2 separate regions of the Danio rerio genome follow, and region 2 is linked to region 1. Evidence: chromatin contacts called from public Hi-C data. All regions are on one chromosome and are shown on one strand. Each heading gives the region's core, a stretch centred on a gene start, on an enhancer-like site or on the middle of the called end of the contact. The rest is flanking DNA. Distances are from core to core; before and after follow the strand shown. Region 1 has its middle 41 kb from the start of vegfaa. Region 2 holds the start of vegfaa (vascular endothelial growth factor Aa).

Evidence for each region. A called contact is a pair of places that touch in the nucleus more often than the background predicts.
Region 2: a contact with region 1 is called in a Hi-C map of an unstated tissue, with 2.5 times the contacts expected there. The contact joins the promoter of vegfaa here to the enhancer-like site in region 1. A contact is called at or near these places in 2 of 18 Hi-C or Micro-C datasets (caudal fin and an unstated tissue).

The regions. Positions count from the first base shown.
Region 1 is chr16:4,493,350-4,498,141 of GRCz12tu, reverse strand. No RefSeq gene overlaps it. Among named protein-coding and RNA genes, the nearest start is that of vegfaa, 41 kb to the left of the region's middle. Within about 2 kb of position 2,666, at least 5 of the 62 cell types and tissues checked have an H3K27ac peak or open chromatin away from gene starts, as enhancers often do.
Region 2 is chr16:4,533,192-4,538,084 of GRCz12tu, reverse strand. It overlaps vegfaa (vascular endothelial growth factor Aa), which reads left to right and starts at 1,611. Exons shown (of 7, transcript NM_131408.3): 1 at 1,611-1,676; 2 at 4,045-4,087. The coding sequence starts at 1,611. It overlaps LOC141378142 (a long non-coding RNA gene), which reads right to left and starts at 2,562. Exons shown (of 4, transcript XR_012391910.1): 1 at 2,298-2,562.

The DNA of each region.
Region 1 (4,792 bases), core at 1,417-3,916:
TGGGGTACGGGTTCTTCCAGCTCGGTCTGTGTGCATTGGTTAATCTCATATGCGACTGTCAGTGTCACGTGAACGAACGACTCTAATTTGAGGACATGTCAGAAGAGGTGAATCGAGATAATCATAGGCAAAACACCCAGGTAAACAATGAAGGATTATTTTCTCTTTCTTACTGCATTCTAGTTCTGACTTGTTTGCAGTGTGATCAACGTTTGGGCTAGTTGTGTTTGGAAGAAACTCTTAGCCTTTTAATGTTATTTTGGCAAATTGAATGAAATGACTCAAAAAAAATGTTGTTAATCTCGGTCCGAATCAGTAAAATGATCCGAATTCGCCATTACTATAAAATATGAAATGCTTTAGATGAAAGCATTTGCTCGATTGTAAAATATTCACATGCTTAAGCTACAATAACCACAAGTATTCTAAGAAAAGAGCTACCTAGGAGTGGAAGAATAATACAGTAAAAGAAAAATTTCCCCCTTCACCTTTTATCATACTTTGAAGTGGGTTGAGTAACTGTAGCTCGTGATACTGTAAATGCTTGAGTAATTATTGGAGTGTTAAGCAAACAATGCTGCTGTCACATTTTCCTGTCTGGAGGGCAGTTCAGACCAGCGCTGACTGGAGACGATGGACTCGATCCAGATCACATATCAGTAGCAGACAATGAAGGTTAACAGTGATTTCACGCCTCATTCTTCGTGTCTGACAAGTCTACCAATGTGTCTGCGGTCTCCAGGTCTGTATGCAAGTTGTATTTTGATTCAGAGTTTGCTCATATTTGCAGCCAGATAGTTTATAAATGTTTTTGTATTTATTATCATTAATAATCAATCATAATCATATATAAAGTTTGCATTTTAAATACAAATGCAACACTGTATACTGTGTATGTGTTTTAGAGCTGGTGGAGCAGCACGTGAGAGGAATTACACTGATTGATCTTCTGCATGGAACACACACACATACACAAGTGATTTACATTTCGTGTGGATAAGGAACATACATGAATAATGTGGGGGTTGAGTGGCGGCTAATGGGATACTGATGTAAACCTGTCTGTTTCTCTGCAGATAAGACAGATATATGGAAGACCCCCCTCTGTTTTTCAAACTGTCAGTCAAATGGGATTGGGTGAATCATCAAATGTGGAATTATATATATATACTTATACACACTTACCGGCCACTTTATTAGGTACACCTGTTCAACTGCTCATTAAGAAAATATCTAATCACATGGCAGCAACTCAACTGCATATAGGCTTGTAGATATGGTCAAGATGATCTGTTGCAGTTTAAGCAGAATATCAGAATGGAGAAGATTTAAGTGACTCAATTTCTGCTGCGACATTCACATGGTCGGGCCAGAATTTGGCTTTAACAACATGAAAGCATGGATCCATCCTGCCTTGTATCAATGGTTCAGGCTGGTGCTGGCGGTGTAATGATGTGGGGGATATTTTCTTGGCACATTTTGGGTACCAATTGAGCATTGCGGCAACGCCACATCCTACCTGAGTATTGATGCTGACCATGTCCATCCCTTTATGACCACAGTGAACCCATCTTCTGATGGCTACTTCCAGCAGGATAACGCACCATATCATAAAGCGCGAATCGTCTCTGAGTGGTTTGCTGAACATGACAATGAGTTCTCTGTACCCAGATGGCCTCCACAGTCACCAGATCTCAATCCAATAGAGCAACTTTAGCATGTAGTGGAACAGGAGACTCACATCATGGATGTGAGGCCCACAAATCTGCAGGAACTGCCTGATGCTATCATGTCACTATGGACCAAAATCTCTGAGGAATATTTCCAATACCTTGTTGAATCTATACCATGAAGGATTAAGGCAGCTCTGAAGGGGGTCCAACCCGGTATTAGTAAGGTGTACCTAATAAAGTGGCCAGTGAGTGTTTGTGTGTGTGTGTTTATATATATATATATATACAGCCTGATCTCACGAGGCAGAGTTCAGTCGTACGAAAATGTACGATTTTAAAAAGGAGGCGTGGCACCCAACCGCACCCCTAACCCCAACTGTCATTAGGTGATGAACAAATCGTACTAAATTGTACGAATGAGATCGTAAAAATTCATACGAATTAGCCACTAAATCAAAAAGTTACCAATTGCCGTGAGATTGCATTGATATTTATAAATATATAACTGGGTTGCGGCGAGGAGGGCATCCGCTGTGTAAAACATATGCAGGAATGCATATGTTAGGGACTAAGCCGAAGGAAAATGAATGAATGACTGATTTTCCATATTTTCCACATTTTCAGTTCTATGAATGGAGTCACGTTTTTTACATAAGAAATCTCTTGGCAATTTTCAAAACCGATTAACCAATCACTGTAAGAGATAAACAAATAAGACAATATAAGATAGATGTACATCGTTTATAAGTTTCTTCACAGAAACAGCTTCCTTTCCAAAAAGCTGAAAGTGGTTTCCATGCTAAGTTGGACACCTAAGAGTTATAAACCTCTCTACCACTTAATCACTTACCCAGCATGCCCCTGAGACTCTTAGAAAAAATTTAGTAGCACAAGTAATAAAAGTGCAGAGTGACTTTGTCTCGCAGAGAAGGACTCAGTGATATATGAACCAGAGGGTGAGAAGGAGATCCCAGCATGAGCCTCTGTAATTCAGCAGAGAGCAGCTGTTACTCTGGACAGAATCTCTGTGTAAACCTCGGCACTGTTTAGCCACATAAATTTGCTGATAATCCACTGGGATTGCAATTTTACTACGGGAAGGTATGTTTTAGTGCTCTTCACAAGAGAGCTCTACACTCGTCCAGCTCTCGACATGACTGACTTTTACTGCAGGTTAGGAGCACATTCCCATGCTCAGATGTCAAGGGTGTGAATTCTTCATTAGGATAAGTCAAGTGCCCACATTAGGCTCGCGTGCCAGGTAGTGTTCACACCTTAAGAGAGATTAACAGAACACACAAATACACATTACAGAAATAGTAACAGGTTTTGTAGCATTATATTTATATTTAAAGGCAAGTGATGCAATATATACAGTTGAAGTCAGAATTATTAGTCCTCCTGAACTATTAGCCCATCTGCATATTTTTCCTACATATGCTCATTCTGAAAATGTAGTCCTATATACATTTCTGGAGATCGCAAATTATGTAGCCAGAGGCACGTATGGCTGCATTTCGTTACCTCAGTGTGGAAGGGTTTTTCAGCTGTTACCAGTTTGTTCCATGGCTCGCTGTGTACATTGGAGGATTTGAGATGCATTGACAACGAGGTTCGAGTCGAGAACGGTTCTACAAAGCAAACACAAAACCAAAAACTGTTGGATGGGTTTAGGGAAGTGGGTGGGCGATGGTCAATCTGTGCTTTTGAAAACACTATCGGTTGGGTTTAGGGAAGTGGGTGGGTGCTGGATAATCAGTGATTTTGTAAACACTTGGTTGGGTTTAGGAAAGTGGGTGGGCGCTGGTCAATCGGTGCTTTTGAAAACACTATTGGTTGGGTTTAGGGAGTTGGGTGGGCTCTGGTCAATCGGTGCTTTTGAAAACACTATTGGTTGGGGTTAGGAAAGTGGGTGGGCCCTGGTCAATTGGTGCTTTTGCAAACACTATTGGTTGGGTTTAGGGAAGTGGGTGGGCGCTGGTCTATCGGTGCTTTTGAAAACACTATTGGTTGGGTTTAGGAACATGGGTGGGCCCTGGTCAATCGGTGCTTTTGAAAACACTATTGGTTGGGTTTAGGAAAGTGGGTGGGCCCTGGTCAATCGGTGCTTTTGAAAACACTATTGGTTGGGTTTAGGAAAGTAGGTGGGCCCTGATCAATTGGTGCTTTTGAAAACACTATTGGTTGGGGTTAGGAAAGTGGGTGGGCCCTGGTCAATCGGTGCTTTTGAAAACACTATTGGTTGGGGTTAGGGAAATGGGTCCAGTGGGGAAGCATTCAGTTTTTCCACTTATAAAGTCCACCATGTAAATAGCAAATGCTCCATGGTGTGACGCAACTCTTAAAGGGAATAGGAGATGAGACTGATTGGTTAAATGCACGTTATGCTCAAAACACACCCATAACTCATTAAGAGAATGAGCACAACCCTGTTAGTCCATGCATCAGGGCGCAGAGTGTATTTTTTTCGTCCTTAAAATAGCAAAAGTGTATTCGGACACGTCTTTAATGCTTGTGCGCCATGCTCTTTAGACTTTGTGCCTAGATCATCAAAATAGAGCCCTTAGTGTTTTAACTCCAAGATTCCGGATTTAGTTCGTTGTATAACCTTTCTCATAATTATTTCAGAATTTTAAAGTCCTATACCAGTGTCACATCACACTGAATATCAAACTGCAGATTTTCCACAAATAAAAAATATTTGAATAAATGCTGCAGAAAAAAAATAAAATAATGAACCAAAGGAATCCCAAGAATCTGGTCATTGCATGACTGAGGCATATTATGCTGGTTTCGGTATGCTAATAATTTTCAAGAATGCGAGTTTTGTGTAAGCATGTGCTTGTGTGTGTTTTGCTGTGGACAGACCTAATGCCAGAAATACTGCAAAAAAAAAAAAAGTTGACAGCTGGGCAAGTCCAGACCTGCCGAAGCATTCCAAAGCAAAGCATCAGGAAACAACATCTCAAGAAACACAGGGGGATTTCCAGTGCAACAGACCAGTTGCTTGGAAATAACGCGAATGAACTCTGGCGAACGTATCAAAGGTGAACGAATCAATCAAACCATTAACCTGACCTCTCGTTATGTGGAGGTTAAAGTCTGCTTTTATAGCGTGC
Region 2 (4,893 bases), core at 362-2,861, 41 kb before region 1:
GCCAAAATATAGTTACATCTGTAATTTTTCTCTCATCTCTTGTTTATTTTTAGTTATTTCACTTTAAAAGCAAACAACTGAAAGAAAATAACCTATTAAATACTATAAATGTGAAATTACTGAACCTACACAGCAGTTTGCGAGAAATGCTCATTATAGAAGAAAATTCAGATGGCATTTAGAGGCTTTGGCATCTGAGCTCTTCATGTTTAATATTTTATATTGTTAATAATAAAAGACTCAAATTGGAAAAAGATGCAGACTGTCTGAGACATCCTGAGGATTTCATCCAATCCAAAAGATTTTGTAAATGTACATCTATTTTGTGCTGTATATGAAGATGAATAGCCCACATGCAATGGGAATTATGCGTAGGTTATTTCATATCTTCATAAAATAAGTCCTGACTTTTATTGAATACAAGAATAATAACATCACTGCATTGAAGAAAAAATACAATAACAAACAAATTAAGAAAGAAAAAAAACTTTACAAAGCCTCAATCATTAAGAATAAAGATTATCATAAGCTTTAAGAAACGTATTATTCTTATTATCAATAAGCTCAAGAGATTCAATATTGTACGAAATTTTAAAAAGGAAAGTATTAAATAAGTATTGTTTTTAGGAACTTATTTTTGTGTATAAAAAAATTACAATGTAACAAAAAATTAACAATAAGATCAAGAGCATGATCTTTACCCGAGAAAAACAGAAATATATCTGTTATAGACAAATTTAAATCATGTTTAAATAAGGACGATAATTAAAAAATAATATTATTCCAAAGCTGTTTAACGTGAGTGCAACTTTAGAATGAGTGAAATAAAGTCTCTTCATGCACATTGTAAAATAAGTCCTGACGAGGAGAGTCAAACCCTTCACAGAGCATCATCATCTACGTCACCTCCCACTGGCCAATCAGGCTCAGGCCGCCTTGTGTAGATTCAAGACCTGCAGCGCTGAGCGGCAGAAGCGCTGATAGACTGAGCGAGCGCAAAAGTGATAAGACCTTCCCGTACGCGTGTTAACATCCACGGCAGTACGAACCAGCGCGAGCCAAAACAGTCACGGAAATAAGACGAGGAAAAAACGGACGCGTGTGCAGCGGTCAAACCAAGGATTGCCACTGGATCACTTTACAGCAAGCCTTTGCTCTTGATGATAATCATATGCGCAGAAGCCGTCCTCTGGCCCTATAGACGCGCGTGCACACTGGAGGCTGCGCTTGGAAGTGGACGAAACTTTTTGTTTGTTTTGCCTCTGACGTTTTGGATTCAGATTCATTAAACGTCGGCTTTCCGTTATACTGTGGATTTTAATTTTAAATTACGCAGAGGACCAAGATAGTGTGGATTTCCACTTTTCTTTATATTATAATTATTATTGTTATTCTTATTTATATCCTTTTTTTTTCTCTGGAGGAGCGGGTGGCGGTCCAGAAGTTAATTTTAGCGGATTCGACGCAGGTGCTTCGGATCTGAAGGGCAGAATGGATGTGTTACTTTGACCCACGATATCACACTCGGTTCATTCATACCCAGCAGCTTCGCTTTCTTAATTGTTTTGAGAGCCAGAGACTCACCGCAACACTCCACTGGAATTACAATCATGAACTTGGTTGTTTATTTGATACAGTTATTTCTCGCGGCTCTCCTCCATCTGTCTGCTGTAAAGGTAAGGGTTCAGGGGGTCAGTATGAAATGAGAGAAATTCATGTGCATTGGGGTTGTTTATTATTAATGTGTAACGTGAGATCGTCTTAAAGACGAAATGCAATAGCCCACACCATTTATATGCTACAATAAGTTACATAAAGTTTACATTTACTTACTTTGTTTCAAAACGATTAGCCTAATGTTACTTATAATAGAAAGCAAGCTTGTATCTTTTTATTGTCATCTATGGATGACCTTTAAAGCCTTCCTATTGCACAACATGTTACTCATAATGTGGATATTAACCATAAGTTTTCACTTAAATCAGAGATGGTCCTTCTGTTGCGCTGTCTGCTTTGACAGGAATATTTATAGGCTAACAATAGTATGGGACTGCTGCTATCCTAAGGTTTAATCTCACTTAAGCGAAGGATTTGGTGAGATATCACTATATGTGAGATGTTACGTGCAGTAACGCGTCATCCGGGTGCTGAATCAACCAGGAGGTTATTTCTTACTAGTAATGCCATCAATAGAGATACAAAACGACTTTCGGCGTTTCACTTGTGCTCGCGATGCTTTAAGACTTAAGATGCTGTCACACAATGCTCTCTTGACGAGAATAACAACAAGATATTACCTGAAATCCTGCTTTTCTTTGTCTCCCGCCTAATTAATTCATTTACTTGAATAGTGGCACGAGAGTGCATGTCTGCTGTCAAGAAACACATTCGCCTGAGGTAAATTTTTACCTCGGCGGGCAGTCGTGGTTGTCTCAATGTTAAATGCAGAAAATAAGAGAACAAGAAACGTCTGCTTATATATGTAGCAGATGGTCAGAGAGGCAAACCGGGGAGATTCTCACGCAACACCGAGAGTTGTTGCGCCAGTCCACCACCTGCAGTAACGCGAGCAACCAGCAACCGGTCACACACACACACACCATGGCGAGACTAATCTGTAGGCGGGAAAGAAGAATAGTCTGAAGGATTGCTGGAAGATGATTGGCTCTCTGGAGCCTCTTTGAATGACAAATAAGGTCCCTTATGAAGATTATAGAAGGTTTCTCTGTTGTAAAATAAACTATTTATTTGCATTAATGATTTTAAAAGCCCTTTTAAGGTTTTCTTTAAATGTACCACCATGACATAAAATGATGTGAAATAAGTATAATGACTGCTGTATGTGTGTTTGAGTTAAATATGCATTAAAATACTAATATAGGACCACCCAGGACAACAAAACCATACGTGTCAATTTTTGGAAACTGAGATTTATGCATTATCTTAAAGCTGAATGAGTTTTCATTGATGTACACTTTGTTAGGACAATATTTGGCTCAGATACTGAAATTTAAGATTAAAAAGTAATACAAATATTGAGAAAATCATCTTTAAAGTCTTACAAATAAAGTTTTAGCAATCGACATTGCTATATTACTAATAAAAAATGCAGTTTGTATATATTCATGGTACCACATTTGCTAATGTCTTCATGGAACAAGATTAATTACTTAATATTGTAATGATTTTTGATAAAAAAGGGGGGGGAAATTATCATTTTGATCCATGTTTTAAGCCATGGATGTCATAACTTGATCCTGGAGGGTCGGTATCCTGCATAGTTTAGCTCCAACTTCCTTCAACACGCTTACCTGAAAGTGTTAGCATACCTAAAAAGAGCTTGATTAGCTGGTTCAGGTGTGTTTAATTGGGGTTGAAACATAAACATGTAGGAGACCGACCCTCCAGGACTGAGTATGGGCATGCATGTGTTGCATTTCCTCGTAAGATCAGACTGACAAAACGTAATATACTTATGTTTCCTCGTGAGATCAGGCTGGGTTTTGTGGTCCAGTGTCACACAGGCTACAGTGCTCATATGATAAGCTATACATACATAAAACTGTGCAAGTGATAGCACTGCATTAGAAACAAGCTGTTGTACCCCTAAATGCTCAAGTTTCACACATTCGTAAACTGACATCTCACTTCTTTCTTGTTTTTAGCCCATTAACAGATGCTAATTTTATTGAAGAACATGCAGTTCCTCAAGCTAGAGGAATCTGTTGTTTATTACCTGACAAAACTGCGAGTTTGTTAATTAAAACCATAGAAAACTAACATTGCCAGAGGAAATATCCTGTAGTGCCTTCTTCGATTATTATTTTGGCCAACGGGAGTATTTAGAGTCAGTAATCCAGTGCACATTTCCTAGTAAACCATGAAGCATCTAATAACTTCTGAACGTTATAGTATAGTTTAAGTGAAAAAAGAAAGTAATAGTTAATGCAATATGCCAAAGATAATTACATTATTATAAATAATAATCTATATCTTTTATTGTGTGTTCTGTTATATGTAATTGTCATTTCTCTATCCTGATAGGCTGCCCACATACCCAAAGAAGGGGGAAAGAGCAAAAATGATGGTAAGTCACCTTAAATGTGCTTAAATCTCTTCATAGATGATGATGTGAAGTTTTCATGACGTGAAAAAAGTATCTAAAAAGAGAGCAGCACCACCTAGAGGACGTGTTTGTAATTACACTCTCGCTTTTATCTCAAGTTCTGTCACTTAAAAGGCAGGTAATCGCCCACTGTAGTGTGTGTGTGCGTTTGTTACGCAACCCTCACTCCACCTAATATCACGCTGAAACTAAACATTCATAAATATTTGCTTAGACACTCAAGATTAGGAGATATTTCCCACCCTCATTAGGCCGTGCAAAGGATCGTCAAAGTGAATAATTCATTCTGCCCGCAAGCAACCTTGTGTGGAGTCATTGACCATGGCCGTGTTTGTTTATTAACAGAGACACTGTATGATTTATTCCTGATTTGTCCTCAAGGTCACAATTATTTGTTAGCAGTGGACCAGGTTGTTTGTATAGAGTCCCTGTTACGTTTCTGAGTGAACGCGTATTGTTATTTTTACATCATTCCCCATCTGCTTCCATTCGCATTCACTTTCCCACAACATCTGCTTGAGGATTTTGCTTAGTGTTTAAAGCACATTTGCATCATAACAGAGACCGAACCTTATTGGGTAAAGGGATAGTTCACGCAAAAAAAATCTAATTTTCTCAACATTTAATCAAACTAGATATTCTGAGGGAAAAAAATAGCCATTGATAGCTATGATTGATCTATAAATATGTTGTCAAAAATTTGACATTTGCTGTGTGTACAAACTACTTAATTAAAATTGGATGAAACTAGGCATGGGATGATAACT